Regions from separate parts of the Mus musculus genome. Here region 2 is linked to region 1. The links are chromatin contacts, called in public Hi-C maps. All regions are on one chromosome and are shown on one strand. The core of a region is the stretch at or near the end of the contact, and the rest is flanking DNA. Distances in the headings are between cores, read along the strand shown.

Region 1 (3,609 bases), core at 282-2,781:
TACAGTAGACAAAAGAAGCAAGACAGAGACAAAATCTGACAACTGCTGATACAAGAATTTAGTATAGGACACGACTTTCTTATAAACCTGGTGATCTATTGTAACCTATGCATTGGAGAAACAATTTGACAAATTTAGATGATGGAGTTGAAAGATAAAAATATTCATCATGTCTCATGCATTTGAAAAGTTTGAAAGAGTTTGAACAGTATATATGTTAACGTGCAAATTATAAAGCATTACAAGGAAATGAAAGGAAGTATTTTTTTTCACAGTTTCCAGAGAAGGCAAGGACTAAGTAGGTTAGGAAATCAGCAGCCAGTAATGGAAATAATTGAATCCCCTTCTGTCTATAGAAGGGTGGTGCTATATGAAGAGATGAGCAAACATTCTTATTGTAAAAGTTAAAAGAGCTAGAAGAAGGAGTTCTTTGCCTCTATTAATGTACATGTCTATTGACCCCATTGAATTAAACTAATTTTACCCCACTATGAACAATTACAGGGAAGATTTTTGAGTGTGAAAACTTGGGATTTCTCCTGATTAGAATGTAGTTTAGGTGAAATTATATGAAGTTTCATAGATGTAATTCATTGAGCTCTAATGTGGTTTTAATACATTCCTAATAGTGGGGCAGTCCATTTCTGTATCTCCCAGTTCTTTTACACGAACCATTGTTCCTCAGCACCACACACCCAAGGAATGGGTCAGACAAAAAGGAGCCCAGACTTTACCAAATAAGCATATCATGTGGAACAAAACACCCATGGAAGGAGTTACAGAGACAAAGTTGGAGCTATGACTAAAGGATGGACCATCCAGAGACTACCCCACCCGGGGATCCATCCCATAATCAGCCACCAAACCCAGACACTATTGCATATGCCAGCAAGATTTTGCTAAAAGGACCTTGATATAGCTGTCTCGTGTGAGGCGATGCCAGTGCCTGGCAAATGCAGAAGTGGATGCTCACAGTCATCTATGGGATGGAACACAGGGCTCCCAATGGAGGAGCTAGAGAAAATACCCAAGGAGCTGAAGGAGTCTGCAACCCTATAGGTGGAACAACAGTATGAACTAACCAGTACCCCGGAGCTCTCGTGTTTCTAGCTGCTCATGTAGCAGAAGATGGCCTAGTCGGCCATCAGTGTGAAGAGAGACCCCTTGGTCTTGCAAACTTTATATGCCTCAGTACAAGGGAATGCCAGAGCCAAGAAGTGGGAGTGGGTGGGTAGGGGATCAGGGTGGGGGGAAGGTATAGAGAACTTTCAGGGTAGCATTTGAAATGTAAATAAAGAAAATATCTAAGAAAAAAAAGAAGAAAAGAAAGAAAAGCAGGAGCACGGCATGTCAACATCACAGCAGTGCAGTGTTCTACCAACCACCACGCTTGGTTTGGGGGCGTGGCATGAGACCTCACTGGACATATGAACCGTACACAATTCGTTCAAGCTGTGCTCCTTCCTACATGTGTTGCCCAAATCACGAACACCTTCTATTTCACAGGTCAACTCTGTAAGAATAGGCTCATAGTCTACTTACCATGATTATGCCCCCGTAAATGAATGATCATTGCGCTTGACTATTCAGTTGTTCAACTGCCGTCTGTTGATCTTTGTTTTTTTTTCTGCTTAATTTCTATAAATTACAGTTTCCCATAAGGTATAATTAAGCAGAATTGCTTAAGTTTTAATTATTGTGTATTATAGATGTTTAAAGCAACATTAGCACTTGGCTTTTAAAAATGTGATCGTATATTTATAAGAGAGCATTTACAAACACATTTACATATAGTTAAGATGAAAAAGGTATTTGAATTGTAGTCATTAGCATTTCTTCAAACATATGGCAGAGCAGCAGAGGCCATGGGCCATGCCTTCATTAACTGAACACTGTTTCATCAGTGTTTCAGCTTCCTGCTGTGCCACCCTGTGGCGTCCCCTTCTGTCCCCGAGGTTTCAGTAACAAGGGACAATATGTCCCCAAGGTGAAAATCTGGAAAATATAGCAGATTAGCCCTTAGAGAAGTTCTTATGATTATTTAATCATACCTAGATAAAGAACACACAGCACCATTAAACTGGCTCCGATGTTTTCCTGTTTGCTTCCATTTCTCAGCATCAGTGGCTGGCACTGACTGCAATGCAAAGCAAATATAAGCGAAATGAAACAAGGCACATTTAAGATGCCTTTAAAATGGTGGCCTGCTCCATATTTGAAGGTAGAATGGTCAGGCCTTACATAGATACATATTTTAAAAGGAGATGGCTACATAGGCAGAAGCAGACATAGCTACATAAGTATATGTAGACACATCTACATTGGTACACATATCATCAACTAATTGTAATCTGTTACAGGTTTTTACATGATGGAATTGAAACTCTTAAATAATGTTAGATATAAAAATAAAAATTATTTTTAAAAAAGAAAATTTCACTTTATTCTTTGAAAAAAGGCAAGTTTAGCACTGTCTTAGAAGTGCTACAAGCATGCTTTATTGGCATAGTTCTCTAACATAAAGAGGAGTAAACCTAAGAGGTAAAAACACTCATGGCAAAGTATTAGTTACATTTGTGCTCTATCAGCCAAATGCCTGTCATTAATAAAGGATTAGTTCCTGAGGAATCTTTGATTATAGAATATTTATGCCTATGAGATTTTAATTTAAGATAAATATATCAAGACAGCTCCCCTATGAACCTGAAAACATATATGTGCTAAATATAAATATTGGCACTCATATTTTTATATGATTAAGTGGTAGTCCTTAGTTTTCAGTAACTGAGAATATGAAGTTAGAAAACGATCATTAAGTTAAGCAAGTGATTGAAATCATGCAATGCCAGAGCTAATCCAAGGTATTCCTGGAAAAATGAGAAAGAAGGAAGGGAAAATTTTTAAAATGATGATTCCCTATTGAAATTCTATAGGTTTCAAGATAAAAACAACTACCAGAACTATAATTTAAAATCATATGTTTGTTCTGTCTGTGCAATTTCTTTATTCCTTTACTGCAATCCCATTTACCTTAAAGTTACTATTCCATTTAACAGAGCCACTAGGATACAATGAGAAATACAACTTGAATCTCTTTCTTCAGGAAGCTACACTCTTCTAAGATGTTAAGCCAAATACACAAGTGTTTGTTGATACATGTCAGGCTGTCACCATTTTATTATCCCTCTTCTTTTAGGGATGTGTCCCTTACTTGCTACAGGATATCAATTAGTACACCAACTCCAGGGCCATTTATCCCACTTTGAGTTTCAACTCCACTGAAAATTATTTCTGAGTCCTTCAGAACATTCTACAAGTGTTCCATGCCACATATATCCTACAGCAAAACATCTTAACTATTTCAATGATTTGTCCAGAAATTTGCTACATAAGTTACCGTGTTGAGTGACCAAAAGACTGTCTAGATACACTGCAAATATAATAAATCGTTCATCTATCACCATTGCATTATATGTCATTATGATGTATGTATGATGTGTGTGTGTGTGTGTGTGTGTGTGGAGGGGGGTATGTAGAGTGTTATATGCCACTGAACACATGTGGAGGTCAGAGGAAAACCTTCTGTTATAGTCTTCACTTAAAACTTTA
Region 2 (4,075 bases), core at 972-3,471, 150 kb before region 1:
CCTTCTGGGCCTCAGATGTCAATTTTACTTTGAAGCAACTGAGTACTTATCTTAGAAACTTATCTTGAGTAGAAGCCGGAGAAAACAATATGCTGGAATATTTTTCACATAGTTTTAAGCTGTCTGAGATGATACAGGTAAAACTGTAATTATGATTTTATAATCATGTGTTTGATAACTACTATTTTAACAATGGCCAGAATTACTCCTTGGAGGAGTAATACAGATTTATTCAATTAACTAATTACACTTAAATTTTCTACTTGTTGAGAAATCAGATAATTACTACAGACCTGGTCAGACACAGCTTTCACTTGTTTTTCTGATTCTACATTGTTATCCTGAGTCCCTGGGCTAGTAAACCTTGCCTCAAGATGAGTTCATTGTTTTTTCATTTTAACTCACTATGAAACTGTTTTCATTTTTTCTGTCACTCAGGGCCTACTATCATGAGTATCTTTATATACGTAGTTCACAATGTAATGTTATTACATTGCAGAATTAATGTGCTCACTTAGCAACATCATCACTGGCCAGGGACAACAAAGCAGTTAAGTAGCAGATGGGCATTTGCATCCAAGTTTTGCTTGGAAGCCTACTTTTTCTGTTCATGACTCTCATATTTCTCACCTATAAAATAGAAAGATTAGAATATTTACATTGTAGAAACCAGAATTCTGTAACTTGGGGGGGGGGGGACTCTTGTGGCACCAGAGGGATCCCCAAGTCTTGTAGCTGTTGTTGTTTATTGATGTGCAAGAAACAAGAACAATGAAGAACTCTATGTCAGAAATTTGCAGATAGAAATAGCAGGTGGACAGAGTTGTGTGATAATAACAAACACTTTCATACAATCTCCACTAATGCTTAATATTTTCATGGACAATGATATACCTTTTTTATCCAGTAATTCTATAAGGACCTATGCATTAGTAGAAAACAAGAGAGGAACCACTGGGACAACTGTAAGAGGATATTTTAGTGGTAACAGTGGGTAGAAAAGGAGGCTAAGATGATCCTAATCAAATGGTACATCTAGGTGAGAAATATCACCCTGAGGCCATCTTCAAATACTGGATGAGAAACATGAATGAGGGCCTACACCCTACAAATGGCTTTAAGTACAGGGAAACCCATTATGTTCCTTGGTACAGTTCTACAATAAAGGGAACCTGTGCAAGCAATTTTTGCCTCCCTTTGTATGTTACTAACAACATGTTTATAATTTACAGGCAGCTTTTTATGTCCAGTATTCTCCTTTGTTTTTATTCCAACAACAATCAAAAGTGAATTCTCTTTTGACTATTTGAAGGTGTCAAATTCATACATTAACAGAGAAAATAAACCTGACATGCATCCATGACATAGAGTGGGATGAGAAGAGAAAATTAACTGTTTTTAAAGATATTACTCGAATGCATATAGTAAATTAGCAATGGGAAGATAGAACCATGATGGGGACCTGCCAGTAGATGGGGAACTTGCTTTGAAAATGACCTGTCAAGAGGGAAACTAGAGCCAACTAAACTTTGCTGCCTAGGCAAAATTTGCTAATTTGGGTTATATATTAGGCCACTCTGTTTTAGTGGTCAGCGTCGTTCACGTCATGAGAGGACATAATTTCTACAATAACTAAAGTTGAAATTAATACTCAGAAACGAGCCATACTCTATTTAGACCTAAAATCCATTAAGTTGTCTGCATTAGAGGAAGGAGCTGATCCAAGGAGATAAAGCCCATTTGTTATATTGGAATAGCTGAATGGGGGGAAATTAACACAGTGCCCAGAATGAGAAGGGTGGGATCGAACTCTTGTAGGCCCATGCTATTTTAATGGCAGTTGTGAAGGAAAGCACTGTTCAAAGTATTTTAAATGGCACTGAGATAACATTCCCTAACCTTCATGGATGAAGTTTTACCAATTTTTGATCAGTTATGGAAAATTAGAGAAATGTAAGTGTGACAAGAGCATTGTACTGGCAGAGGTTTTAGAAATCATGTAAAAAACTTGTCAGTCGATGACAGAGATGCAGTCGACCTAAATGGAGGATGCTCTTGCAAGCCCTAATTCTGGTTCTGTTGGTCCACTGTTTTCATCTCTACACGGGCAACTCATTTCTGCAGGAAAAGAGAAAGAATCTCTGTGAACAAATGGGCAGACGGACGGGGTGTGCGTGCCAGGAGATGCTGCATGTTTTGGGAAGTTGTTCCAGTGTTATTGTCCAAGAATGGAAAAGTAACTCCTGCCAAGATAATTCAGTGTTCCTCAAAGCATAACACCATATGTATGCACCACAGTCAAAGTTGCTTAAGCGTCTCAACTATACCAGTAGTCGTGTGTTGTTTCCCTTGGTTTTTCTCTTTATTAAATGCCACCAAAAAGCCTCTGTACTAAAAAAAAGCCTTGAAGTTATCAATTGTTTCAAATGATATTTAATTATAAAGGTTTCATATTTTTTACCTATATTCTAGTATATGTTATTTTTTTCTATTCAGATTTTGCTTAATTTTTGTTGTTGTTGTTAAGAACTTAGTAACTTTACAGATGTAATATCATAGAGAAAAGCAGAATTGCATTAGGCTAAATGTTCCTAAATGTCTGATGAGTTCTGCAAAAAGATAGCACCTAGTATTATTTGTTGTTGCTAAATTACAAAAAAAAAAAAAAAAATCTATGACTTTCATGTGTCAAAATCATGTGGTAAGATTATTTGTCATTTTATTTTAACACAGATCTATCAGATAGAACCAGAAAGATTATGCTTTCATATATTGTGACTTTCGTTTGCAGAGTATTCAGGTTTGGAAACTGTCCTGTGGTAGAAATGCGATCTGTGTGTTGTAGCACTTGTGTGTAATATTGTGGTCCAGAATATCTGTGCACAGGGTCAGTGAGAGCATACATAGGGATGTCCTTAGGTGCCAGAGCAGACAATGTGCACCAACTGTATGGAAACCTGTAACTTTTTTTTTTTTTAACTTTCTCACTGTATTTCCAGTGTTCTGTATAAAGCCTACAAAACAACTTATTTATTGACTAAGTATTCATTCAGGATGCTTGAAAATTCAGTTTCCTACCATGACATAGACCATGTAAAAACCAAAGTTAAACTTTATTCTCTCAAGACCTTATATGTGCACACTCATGGGAATGGGTCTCAGAAACTTAAGCCTTCACTCTCATATTAGACTGTTTTGTTTTTGTTTTTGTTTTTTTCTAATCTTCACAAAACTTCCCTAAAATGTCAGGTTTTTTTTTTTTGCTAAATATTTTAAGGTTAATCCTTTATTGTTTTTATGTTCTTTTAAAATTTCCTTCCTTCCTCTCTCCCTTCTTCCCTTCCCCCCCTCCCCGCCAAGTGTGTGTGTGTGTGTGTGTGTGTGTGTGTGTGTGTGTGAATGTTGCATGTGTGCAGAGGCCAGAAAAGGATGTCAGGTTCCTTGGAAATGGAGTAACACACACTTGTGTGCAGTCTTCTGTGGATACTGGGGGTTCCCAGTATAGCTAGTGCCACTCACACTCATTACAGTGCTTCTCAGGAAGTCACTGTTAGTGACAGAGAGGTGTCGCACATATCTGGAAAGACTAAATGGTGGGAGCAAAAACTCGAGGCTTACATTTCAGAGCCATGTTCTTCTATGTTCTTATTTCTTAGTAGGTAGTGTGGGTGACATATTCCCCAGAAATGCACACTTATCACACAGTGATGTTTCAGTAGCCAGGCTTTTTTCTCAAGTGGATTGACCAACTCATCCTCCAAAGCCCTGTGCAGGTGTCATTTCTGATGTTCCTCCAATTTTCTCTGGTTGAGATACAATGCCTTCCTGTGGGGCTTTTTAAATGTCCTTCTTAGAATTTTATAGCAGTGATTATTAATCTAATTACACTAGAATTATATAAGGATTTTTATTGCATAGCTTGAGACTGTATCAATTGGGTATAGTGGCTTTCTGTCTGCAGTTTGAGGGATTTCAAAGCTGCCAAGAATATGCTAATGTTGTCTAAATCAGTGTTAAGAACCACATGATTTATGTCATTGAATCTTTCTGGTTTTGTTTCTTAAATTTCCATGTG

The links. Hi-C and Micro-C count contacts between places; a contact is called where the count stands out from the background.
Region 2: a contact with region 1 is called in a Hi-C map of cerebellar granule neurons, with 6 times the contacts expected there. The contact joins two enhancer-like sites. A contact is called at or near these places in 4 of 484 Hi-C or Micro-C datasets (cerebellar granule neurons, cerebellum and neurons).

What each region holds. Positions count from the first base shown.
Region 1 is chr12:39,340,368-39,343,976 of GRCm38.p6, reverse strand. No RefSeq gene overlaps it. Among named protein-coding and RNA genes, the nearest start is that of Gm24069, 120 kb to the left of the region's middle. Within about 2 kb of position 1,531, at least 3 of the 459 cell types and tissues checked have an H3K27ac peak or open chromatin away from gene starts, as enhancers often do. A contact at or near this core is called in cerebellar granule neurons and cerebellum, where this site is marked.
Region 2 is chr12:39,491,442-39,495,516 of GRCm38.p6, reverse strand. The region is part of intron 2 of Gm34923 (a long non-coding RNA gene); the gene reads left to right. Among named protein-coding and RNA genes, the nearest start is that of Gm24069, 32 kb to the right of the region's middle. Within about 2 kb of position 2,221, at least 4 of the 459 cell types and tissues checked have an H3K27ac peak or open chromatin away from gene starts, as enhancers often do. A contact at or near this core is called in cerebellar granule neurons and cerebellum, where this site is marked.